Regions from separate parts of the Mus musculus genome. Here all the other regions are linked to region 2. Evidence: chromatin contacts called from public Hi-C and Micro-C data. All regions are on one chromosome and are shown on one strand. The core of a region is the stretch at or near the end of the contact, and the rest is flanking DNA. Distances in the headings are between cores, read along the strand shown.

Evidence for each region. Hi-C and Micro-C count contacts between places; a contact is called where the count stands out from the background.
Region 1: a Micro-C map of embryonic stem cells shows a contact between it and region 2, with 3 times the contacts expected there. A contact is called at or near these places in 4 of 39 promoter capture datasets (cranial neural crest, embryonic stem cells, hippocampal neurons and 1 more), 2 of 484 Hi-C or Micro-C datasets (cerebellum and embryonic stem cells) and 3 of 130 datasets of targeted methods (astrocytes, neural tube and stem cell-derived neural progenitor cells).
Region 3: a contact with region 2 is called in a Hi-C map of uterus, with 3 times the contacts expected there. A contact is called at or near these places in 9 of 39 promoter capture datasets (3T3-L1-derived adipocytes, the HPC-7 cell line, cranial neural crest and 5 more), 2 of 484 Hi-C or Micro-C datasets (embryonic fibroblasts and uterus) and 6 of 130 datasets of targeted methods (astrocytes, craniofacial prominence, embryonic limb bud and 3 more).

Annotation. Positions count from the first base shown.
Region 1 is chr19:17,135,206-17,138,553 of GRCm38.p6, forward strand. The region is part of intron 9 of Prune2 (prune homolog 2); the gene reads left to right. Among named protein-coding and RNA genes, the nearest start is that of Prune2, 180 kb to the left of the region's middle.
Region 2 is chr19:17,836,329-17,839,651 of GRCm38.p6, forward strand. It overlaps Pcsk5 (proprotein convertase subtilisin/kexin type 5), which reads right to left and starts at 1,304. Exons shown (of 38, transcript NM_001190483.2): 1 at 627-1,304. The coding sequence starts at 824.
Region 3 is chr19:18,419,110-18,422,489 of GRCm38.p6, forward strand. No RefSeq gene overlaps it. Among named protein-coding and RNA genes, the nearest start is that of Ostf1, 210 kb to the right of the region's middle.

The DNA.
Region 1 (3,348 bases), core at 321-2,820, 700 kb before region 2:
TTTATAGCAAGCCAGGCTGTATGTGGCTGTTGCTATGTAACTGTTGGAAGAAGCCTAGACCATCCATATTTTTTATCTGATAATGTAGATTGATATTCATAAAATTAAAGCTTGAACAACTTTACAAAAGCTTTGAGGTTTTTAAAAAACATTTAATTTATTTATGTGTGTGTGTACCAGTGTCTGCATGAGTTTATGTGTACCATTTGCATGCTGGTACCCAGAGGAGGCTCAAGAGGGTGTTAGATGCCATGGTGCTGAAGTTACAGGTGGTTGTCAGTCACCTGGTGTGGGTGGTAGGAACTGAATCTGGGTCCTCTGCAAGAACAGGAAGCATTTTAATCACAGTGCCCAAAATGTGAGTTTTAAAAGTGTCTCTAATTAAGAGTTGGTATAAAGTTTGGGCATGGTGACTCACATTTGTAACCCCAGAGACAGGAGGACCACCATTAGTTTGAGGCCAGCCTCAACCCAGCAAGACAGTTTTTCAATAAATGAATAAATAAGTAAATAACAATTGGGCTGAAACTGATTATGTTCCCATCTATTATATAAATGTCCTTTGATACTTTACTTGCCATAATTATATCGGTACTCCAGATGGCATTTCTATTTTGTAATTTATATATATATTTCTTTATTTACTTACTCATTGAATCATTCATTCATTTGGAGAGGGCCTTGTGTATCACAGGCTGACTTCACAACTGCTATTGTGCTAAAGATGACCTTGGCATTCTGTTCCTTCTGCTTCCACCTGGATGCTGGGATTATAGGCATGCGTCACCATGCCTGGCTTATTAAGATTGAATCCAAGACCACTGTACACATGAGGCAAATGCTTTTCTAGCAGAATGGCATCCCCAGTCTCTGCTGGCAATTCTAGAATTAATAGTAGTGAACATTTGCTGCAAAGCTATTTCAACCCAGCCCCGCTGGATAGGTTATCTTACAGTTTTAAAGTAGCATTATTATTGCTGTCTGTGAGCTGGAGAGCTGAGGCGCCATGCTGTCATAGTCTCCTGCAAACTAGCTAGTAAGTGAGGTTAGATTCAAACTCAAATCTCTGTTTGCAGCATATTTAATCCACCATGCACCTTAGAGCTGTATGAGTCTTGGGTGGGCATCCTGGCTTTTCTAGAACTTTCTGACTTTTTTTTTCTAGAACTATTTTTTCTATGTTTTTTTATGGTTCTCTGTATTATCTTAATCATTGTTCATTAAATGCTCAATTACCTTTTTTTGTAGATACGCTGTAGAGGTAGTGTGTGTGTGTGTGTGTGTGTGTGTTTAAAAGGTTTCTAGGAACGGAATCTCTTTCAAACTTGTATGTTGAAGAAATTCAAATGCAGCCTTATTCAGAGAAAGGAGTGGCAGCGGTTTTCGTAAAAATGACATAAAAATCAAGAGGGTGTTTGTGACTCCATAATCCCGCGGGAGTATTTTCTATTCCCAAACGCTGCCTTTCCCAGCTTCTGCTCCAGCGCCAGGCACAGCAGGCTGGTGCACTAGGAGATCTAGGAGGCAGGTGATCAGCCTTATTTAGATGTGCCAGGGATCACGTGACCAGAAAATGGAGGCGAATCTGTACTTGGTGTTAACTGCTCCAGAAGGGAGATGCTGAAGCGCCAGAACCGCGCATCTTTCTGTTCCTCTCGCTAGCAAGCCTCCTGTCACCCTCAGAAGGTAGGTGGGTCCTGGTCAGACTTTAGGAAGATTGGGCCGGGCGAGGAGAGATTGCAATGGAGACAGTCCTTCTTGAAGCCTGTCTATTGCCGCTGGGAAGTTGGAGGAGGGAGGAGGGGGCAAGAGGAGGCTGGATTCTGCCCGGTCCCTCACCCCTGACACCCGACAGCTGACCAGCTCAGAACCAAGGAGCAGGCAAGCTTTCGATTTCTCGCCCCCTTCCTGGCTGCAGACAATTATCTAACACACCTCTGCATAGCTATAATCAATTTTTATTCATTTATGTCTAGGATAAATATGCAGACAATAAATTAGAGGAAGTGACCGTGTTAAAACTGTTGAGACCGCCGAGAGAGGATGACTGTAATGTCTGGATGGTGTGGGCAGGCTGCCGGAGTAGTGAGGAGTTCACATTTTGCGTTTCTAAAAGTTATCGAAGCTACTATAACAACACCCACTTCTCAATATTTTTCTGATAAATCTTAGAACATTTACAACCTACCTGATTTCTAAGCTACAGAAGTAGGTCACTCTCAAAAATGGGCTTCTGCTGTTCGCACTGGCCTATCAGAATCAAGAGACAGAACCACTATTTTATGTATGAAATGTCAGTATTTCGCTGAAAAAGTAAATTGTGTAAGCAATTAACGATAAAGTGCCCCTGGCCACTTTAGACGATAACACTCGATTTCTACCCGGCAGAGGTGATGGGTGGCAGATACTGCCCTGCAAAGAGAGCACTGGCCATGTTTTAAGGGAGAGGGGCATCCTTTCACCAATTGCCCGACTCTCTACAGATTAGTATCAGTAACTGATTTTGTGAGTAGTTTTTAGACCCATATCCAACCAGGAAAAGTGCCCCTAGCCCCAGCTTCACCCCAACCCCACCCATCCAGCCCCAGCCTCAGCCCCAGCCCCAGCCCCACCCAGCCCCACCCAGCCCCACCCCAGCCCCACCCCGCCCCACCCCAGCCCCAGTCCCCACCACCACCACTCATCCCTGCCTAGTCACCCCAGAGCTCCAGGGCTCTAGCACCATCCCCATCTCTACCCTTTCCCCCTCCTCAAAGCCCCCCCCCCCCCCAGCCTCCCACAGAGGAAGATGGGAGCTGCTTCAGAATAAGCCATCTCAAAGTCTTCATGTGATGAAAGTTTTCCTGGCATTATAATTGGTAATATGCCCAGAACATAAAAATGTAGGATAATTAAATTTAAATAGTAAAGAAAATAGACTGTGGGATGTCAATTGTTGAGAAATTTAATATCTACACACCTCTAAAACAAAACAACAAAAAATGCCCACTGCTCTTATTGACAAATTAAACTCTCATAGGATAGTAGAAAGTGCATTACAATGGCTTGAACCTCCTTGCCCTCTACTCAAAGGCAAATAAAAGAAGGCGAGTCTGTTGATTTTCTGGAGCTAGCAACTCTGGGGACATCTCAGGGGGCCGCTTTGTAATGCAAAGGTGGCTTCTAGAACCTAAACAAAGCCTGAAGCCCCGCGGGCTTCCCTTTAACCAGATGTTGGGCTAACTTTCTCGTTGGTGCATCTAGGTGAATTTCTTTTTTCATTCCATTTAGTTTTTCAACCTTCAGTGGCTTTGGGCTTTTAGCAAAATGTAGCCCCATATATTTAAATTTCTCTGTGCTGGGAAAAGC
Region 2 (3,323 bases), core at 54-2,553:
CGCTTTCAATGTCTCCCAGGTTCCTCCCCACCCAGCTCCGGGGGCCCACATTTGGATCCTGGCCAAGAGAGGCAGCAGCCAGGACCCCCCTAAATCCGTGCTTCCCTCCCAGTGTCCCGCCCCCTTCCTCTCTCCCCACCACCTCCCTTCCAGACGCCGCACTCAAAGCCCTCCAGAGCACAGCAATTCTGTGGCCCAGGAGGTTAATCCAGGCTTTTCTCTCCCAGTTAGAACCAGGGGCGTTCTCACTCCTTGGCCTCCAAAAGTCTCAACCTTCCCTGCCACAGCCACTCGCAGGGCTATTTCCTCAAGCTAAATAGCGCTTCTGGACTTCCCAGGTCCAAAGGTCCAGGCGAGTCTCAACCTGTCCAAGGGCACTCCATATTTTCCACAGACCCTACCTGTCCCTCATTGCTTGTAAAAACAAATTAAACAGAGATCCCAGCAACTTCGGGGCATGTGTGTGACTGTGCAACGAGCGCGTTGGAGAGAGCATCGCCCTAGAGTTCGGGCCACAGCTGCAGAAGCACATCTGGAAAAGGGGGAGGGGTCGAAGCGGAGGGGACAAGAAGCCCCCAAACGACTAGCTTCTGGGTGCAGAGCCTGTGTCACCGGGGGTTGGTTACCTGTCCTACGTTGATGAATCCGTACTTGCTGGCTATGCGATCTGCCTCCGCGAAGCCGCCGGCGATCTTCACTGCCCAGTGGTTGGTGTAGACGCGCGTCCGGCATACCGGGAGCAGACAGCCGGCGAGCAGTGCCAGCACGCACAGCAGGTCCCGCCGTCCCGGGCGGCTGCAGCGGTTCCCCCAGTCCCAGTCCATGGTCCCGACGCTTCGCCGCCTTCGCCCGCCCGCTGGCTCGCGCGCTAAGCAGCGCGCACAACTAACTTCTCCGGCCTGGGCCGGCGGGGCGCGCAGCCGGGAGCGGTCGGTAGGAGGCTGAGAGCCCGGGAGCAGAGCAGAACAGCTAGCCCCTCTCAGGCTCTTAGACCATGCCTGGGGCAGAGGGGACGGGGTGACGGGCTCTGGGCCGGCGGGGCGTTGAGCGATCGCTCCCCGGCTTGCACGGGAGGCGGCGGAGTGGGACTGGAGCCTCCGCCGCGGGCTCTCCCGGCTTTGCTCTTGGACTCTTCGTTTGCCTCTTGCTCCTCTCCGGCCCTGGAGCTCCGTGGAAACGACCGGCCGGAGCGCAAGCAGCGGCCGGGCGCCCCCTCTGCTGAACCCGGCTCCAAGCGCTCGCTCGCTCGCTCGCCCTCTCGCTGCGCTCCCTCCGGCTCCGAGCAGCGCGCCGGGACTGTGAGTGGCGACGGCAGCGGCGCCCGCTCCGCATAAATGACTCCCCCGCCCCCCGGAGCACCCCTCCTTTCCCACATCTCCCTCCTCCTCTACTCCTCCGCCCTCACGAGCGGGGCCTCAGCCAGGAGCCACCCAGGTCCTAGCGCCTCCCTGTTCTCCCTGCTGTAAACTCCAGGGTCGGGCCAGTGAAGTCCTCTCCCCAAAGGGCTGAGAGGAGAGTGCCTCCGGAGTCTTGATTTCTATCCTTTTTATTCCGCCGGGCTGCATTTGAATTAATTTCCCGTTACTCTGGAAAGTCTAAGATTTACAGGATAATGAGAGGGAAGTATGGGCAAAGATTCATTCATCCCGGCGCTAAACGCCCAGGACTGAGCATTTTAAGGTCACTCCTGTCTCAATTTCAAAACAAATATCGAGATTTTCACTTCACTAATTCTTTATGCTTTTCAGTAACTGTTTATTTTGCGCATTCTGCTCCCCGGAGAAGCTGTCACACAGGACAGTTAAGTATCATTCACTCTTACAAAAGCCAAAGCCAAAAGTCTGTCGCCTGTTGACTTGGGAGATCAGCCATTCTGATACTCAGCAGCAACATCACAGGAGGGTGAAATCCCTGCTTAGAGCATGGAAAGATATTTCTATGAATATCTACAGTACTAGAGAACGGATAAGTGTGGGTTCCAAGGGAGCGGCCATTCGGTCATTCGTTTCTGTGTCCTTATCTCCAAGGGCTTCATTTACCTCAGCAAGGAGAGTTTTCCAACTTTCCAAGTATGTCACCAGAGCAGAGGGGGAGAGTAATATAAAAAGGACCACAGAGGAAGTCAGATGAAATGCCACCAAGTCTGCGTTAAAGTACCATGACTTCAGACACAACAGGGAATGGTGTCTGGCCTTCTTCAGACTTCTCTAACCACCTTGTCTTTTGCAGGTGAGGGGCCAAAGAGTAGTTTCTTGTAAAAAGAAAAATTGGTCTTTATGAAATGGTTTGCCTAACCTTAAAAGAAGCAGCTGTCCGAAGCCCTCACATCCTATCCCTCTCCTCTTCCAATCCCTTGTCATTCTTCCTAAAGACTAGTTGACTGTGTCTGAGATTAACCCATCTCAGGATGATTTAACTGTCTGAAGGATATCTGCAAGCTTAAATCTACTAGCACCTTGGAGCATAAATTTTATAGATTTTGCATATTGTATAAATAGATTATATTTTTTTTCTTTCAAACAAATTCAAATAACAATGCCCATACATTACAGATCAAGAGGTAGATGAGAAAAGCAGATACATGCTGCAGAAAGGCATGCATTCTATTGATTTATTTATTTGGCTAGTTTAACACATCTGTTTCAAGGGCCTGGTCTATGATTCCTATCAGATTGTGCTGGACATAGTCGGGGGTGGGGCACAAAATATTGGTGGAATTTAGGCTCAGAATTCTCTAAAGAAAATGCTCATTGTTACTTGGCATTATTTTTGTAAAGAGAGAAACCTAGGCATTTTGCTTGGCTCTAGAGTCCGTATAGTCTGGCTACTGGCCAGTCCCTTTGGACAGACCTCTTACCACCCCTCTCAACCATAGATTCCAGAGTAAGGGGGCAGGGAGGGAGGGAGGGAGGAAGGGGAGAGAGAGGAGGGAGAGGGAGAGGGACAGGGACAGGGACAGGGACAGGGAGATTTGCTAATTGCCAGGGTGACCATCTGCATCCATGCTATTAAAAGTTGCTGAATTCCAGATAGAACAATCAGAGTTAACTGATGATCTAAATCTCAGCACATATGTAAGAGACAGAATTGCATGGATTTGTTCTCGGTTGGGCAAGAGAGCATATCTGAACTTGATCAACAGCAAGAGGATGGTCCCAGTACAAAGTACTTTGAGAGTCAAGCTTGAGACATGGCCTGTAGATTTCTCTCTAGGATTCTGGAAATCTATCAACAGCACACACACACACACACACACACACACACACACACACACACACATGCACTTTGAAAGCCATGTTGCCTCTGGGTTTGAATTGTGGATT
Region 3 (3,380 bases), core at 87-2,586, 580 kb after region 2:
AAGTGGCTGAAATTTCCTCCAACTGACTCTATTAACACTCCTAAAATTAATAAACTTGAGAGTTTGGATTTAGGAAAATGTTAGAACCAGTAAGGCTTGCCCAAGTGTCTATAAACTGAGGTCCACACAAAACCAGCTCTACGTGATGTTTACCATTGCACAGGGCAACATGGAATGGACCTGGATCTCCATAAAGGGAGTTCAATCCCAGTATTCCACAGAGCAGTTATTTAGGTCAAGTCCACAACACTTTCTGGTGCAAAGACTGTCTGGGGACCCATATCCTGTGGAATACACTTCAGGACACATTAGTCTGGATCATTTCCTATTTTATCTCCCTCACTATACACCCACACTTCTCTTTCAGGAACCACTTTCCAAAGCCACAGAAGTTTTACTAAAAGCTATATGATCTTAAGAAAAATAGAAGGGTCATTTTTAGTTATTTTAACATAATGCAACATTCTGAGTTCCAAAGAAAGCTAAAATCTCCCTTCTACTTTACTAAGAAAAATAAATCCTGCGAAAAAGATTTTGCTATAATATTAAAATAAAATGAAGCCTAGCAATTACACGCAGCACAGTCCTGGATAAGAGCTGATCACTGTGAGCTTCTAGTTTTCCTATATAACATGAGAGCGTGGGGAGGGAAGCCTCCTATGAGGTTTAAGTGAAATAAACCAGGCATGGTGGCACATGCCCTTAATCCCAGAACTCAGGAAGCTGAAGCAGAAAAATCACTAGTCTGAGGCCAGTGTAGGCTATGATGTAGCAAGACTATGTCTCAATAAACAAAAACCATCAAAAGAAAAAGAAGAGAAGGAGGAAAGGAAGGAAGAAAAAAGGAAGAGAGACAGAGACAGAGACAGAGACAGAGACAGAGACAGAGACAGAGACAGAGACAGACGAGGGGAAGAGGGGGAAGGGAAGGGGAGATGATGGAAAGTTACAGAACCTCACGTTGGCCTCAGGTCGGAGTACCATTTAAAGTTTCTTCTTTTCCCTTTTCTCGTCTTCTCTGGCTCCTGCAGACTGAAGCAAACATTTCACGAAAAATGATAGAATAAACAAACATCACCCTTTAGCTCTGAGAAAACATTGAGAAAAAAAATCCCTTTGGCATTCTATGCTGGGTGGAGCAGATCTCCAGGTTTAATCCCACTGTCTAATGATGAAGTTTCTAGATTGTTCTTTCCAAAACTCTGTTCGGGGGAAGGCCTCCTGTCACAAAACAGAGAGATCAGTCTCGTTCCCAAAGGTCGCAGTGTTTGTCACCTCCTGTCTAGACTGTTGCAAATGCTCGCAACCTGGACCTCCCACAGGGAGCAGAGCCCTGACAGCAGATGGCCTAGACCTGACAGCATGCCTGCGGGTTAGTCAGCCTGCAACAGCCCAGCACACCCAGGCGGGTTCTCAGCCTTGGCTGCTGTTTGACATTAAGTCCAATTTACGATCTGGGCTCTCAGATTAAATCACTAGGCAGAGATGAGACCAGAAGCCTGGAAGACCTTTTCATTCCTCACAACCCGCTGATAACTTGTTGGACGTAGAGATAGTGGAACATAATGCAGATAGCTGTTCACGCAGGTCTGTTTTCAATTCAAATAACTGAACTCATGTGTGCTTCTAGTTAACCACGTAGGCACACCAGGGCCAAGAGGAATTTGCACGCAGCTTCTCCACATTAGAGGAGGAGGTCATGGACTCTTACCGGATTAAAGAACAAAACTTAGTATAAAGAACTGTTGTGTTTTTAGGGCAGTAGTACTTAAAATTACTATTATTATCCAAATTATAGCACCATTCTCCAGTCACTGACTTGAGTTGCTTAGAATTCAACGTGTACTCATTCCTGTCTGGTCGTTGAAAAGGTGTCTCCCCTAAGATATCTTTTAGAATGGCATCCTTGACATTTTTCTCTCAGCAATTCTGATGAGCCTTATTGATCTCTGGTGGCCAAGGCTTCCAGACTATTGTTTCAAAAATCACTTGAAAGAAGCCATGAGAAGGTATAATTATATAACATAATGGTTTCTTGTGGGTAGAGCTGGGGGGTTAGGCAATCTCAGACAATGGATTTCTTATAATACAATGATACTCATCATCATAATAATGCCATTTCATCTGCTACCAATTTGACCAACATATGAGCTCAACATCTTACCCTCATCTGGCCTTCTATGTTATACACACACACACACACACACACACACTCTGAGTTTTTGTTTTTCTTTGGTACTGGAGATTTAACCTAGGGGCTCATATATGGTAGGCCAGCACTCTATACCATTAAGATATACCCTCAACCTTCTTTCTAATATTTCTTGAGGAAGGTTCAGCCTTGAACTCATTCTGTAGGCCATGGAAGCCTTATATGTGTGATCCTACTGCCTCAGCTTCCTAAGTAGCTTGGGATTACAGGCCAGCTACACACGGTCTGTTTGTGTTTTGTTTTGATTTTCTTTGTTTTGTTTTTAAAACAAGGTTGTGCCTTGTAAGCCAGGCTGGCCTGGAATGCATGATCCTCCCACACCAACCCCTCAAGTACTGTCAGTAGGGTGGGTACCACTATACTTTGATTTCTTTTGGCCTTTTGAAGACAGAAAGCTGAGGTTATCTCTTGTTAATCAGCCAAAAAAAAAAAAGTTTCCTTTTGTGTAAATATGGTTTCCAGAAAAAGCAACAAGGGAATATAGAGTTTGTGAGGAATAAGAGAGACATTGTAGAACCAAGACATCAAAGTAGAAGAGAGTAGAACCCTACTCTGAGAAAAGTAGATGTGGATGAATGAACTATGTGTGAGACAGAGACAGAAAGATGAAGACAGATAGTGTTCCTATATTAGACTGCACAGTCTAGCATTACCTTCTTTATCAGTGTGGACACCAAGAGAATCTAAAGCTATAAAAGAATGTCTCTGCCTATCAGCCACATATTACACAAGTTGGGTGCTCACCGGCAGTGACATCTGCAAGAGCATTGTGTAAACAACCATGCTCCATTTTCATCTGATGTTCAAATAGCTTTTCTGATCAACCCTAGCTCCTGATCATCTGCTCCTTTGCACCTTTATTCTGTTTCTCATTAAATACTCTCCCATCAATTACAACAAGATGGAATACTGGACAGAAGAATCTTCTAGACAGTCTGATTCTATCTAAATGGATGCAGTCCCTATGGGATCAGACCAATTTGCCTTTAAGGGTTCCAGGCACACTGTCTTTCTAAACCGTGATGGACAGAAGCCTATACATTAGTACTTAGGTTTCCCTTTGCCCTCTGGATTCTCTTCTGGCAAAACATAAGGGAATTAGGAACTTTCCACAGCGTGATTTTTCCAAGCATGCTGTCATCATTGATACATCATCCACACTTTCGGA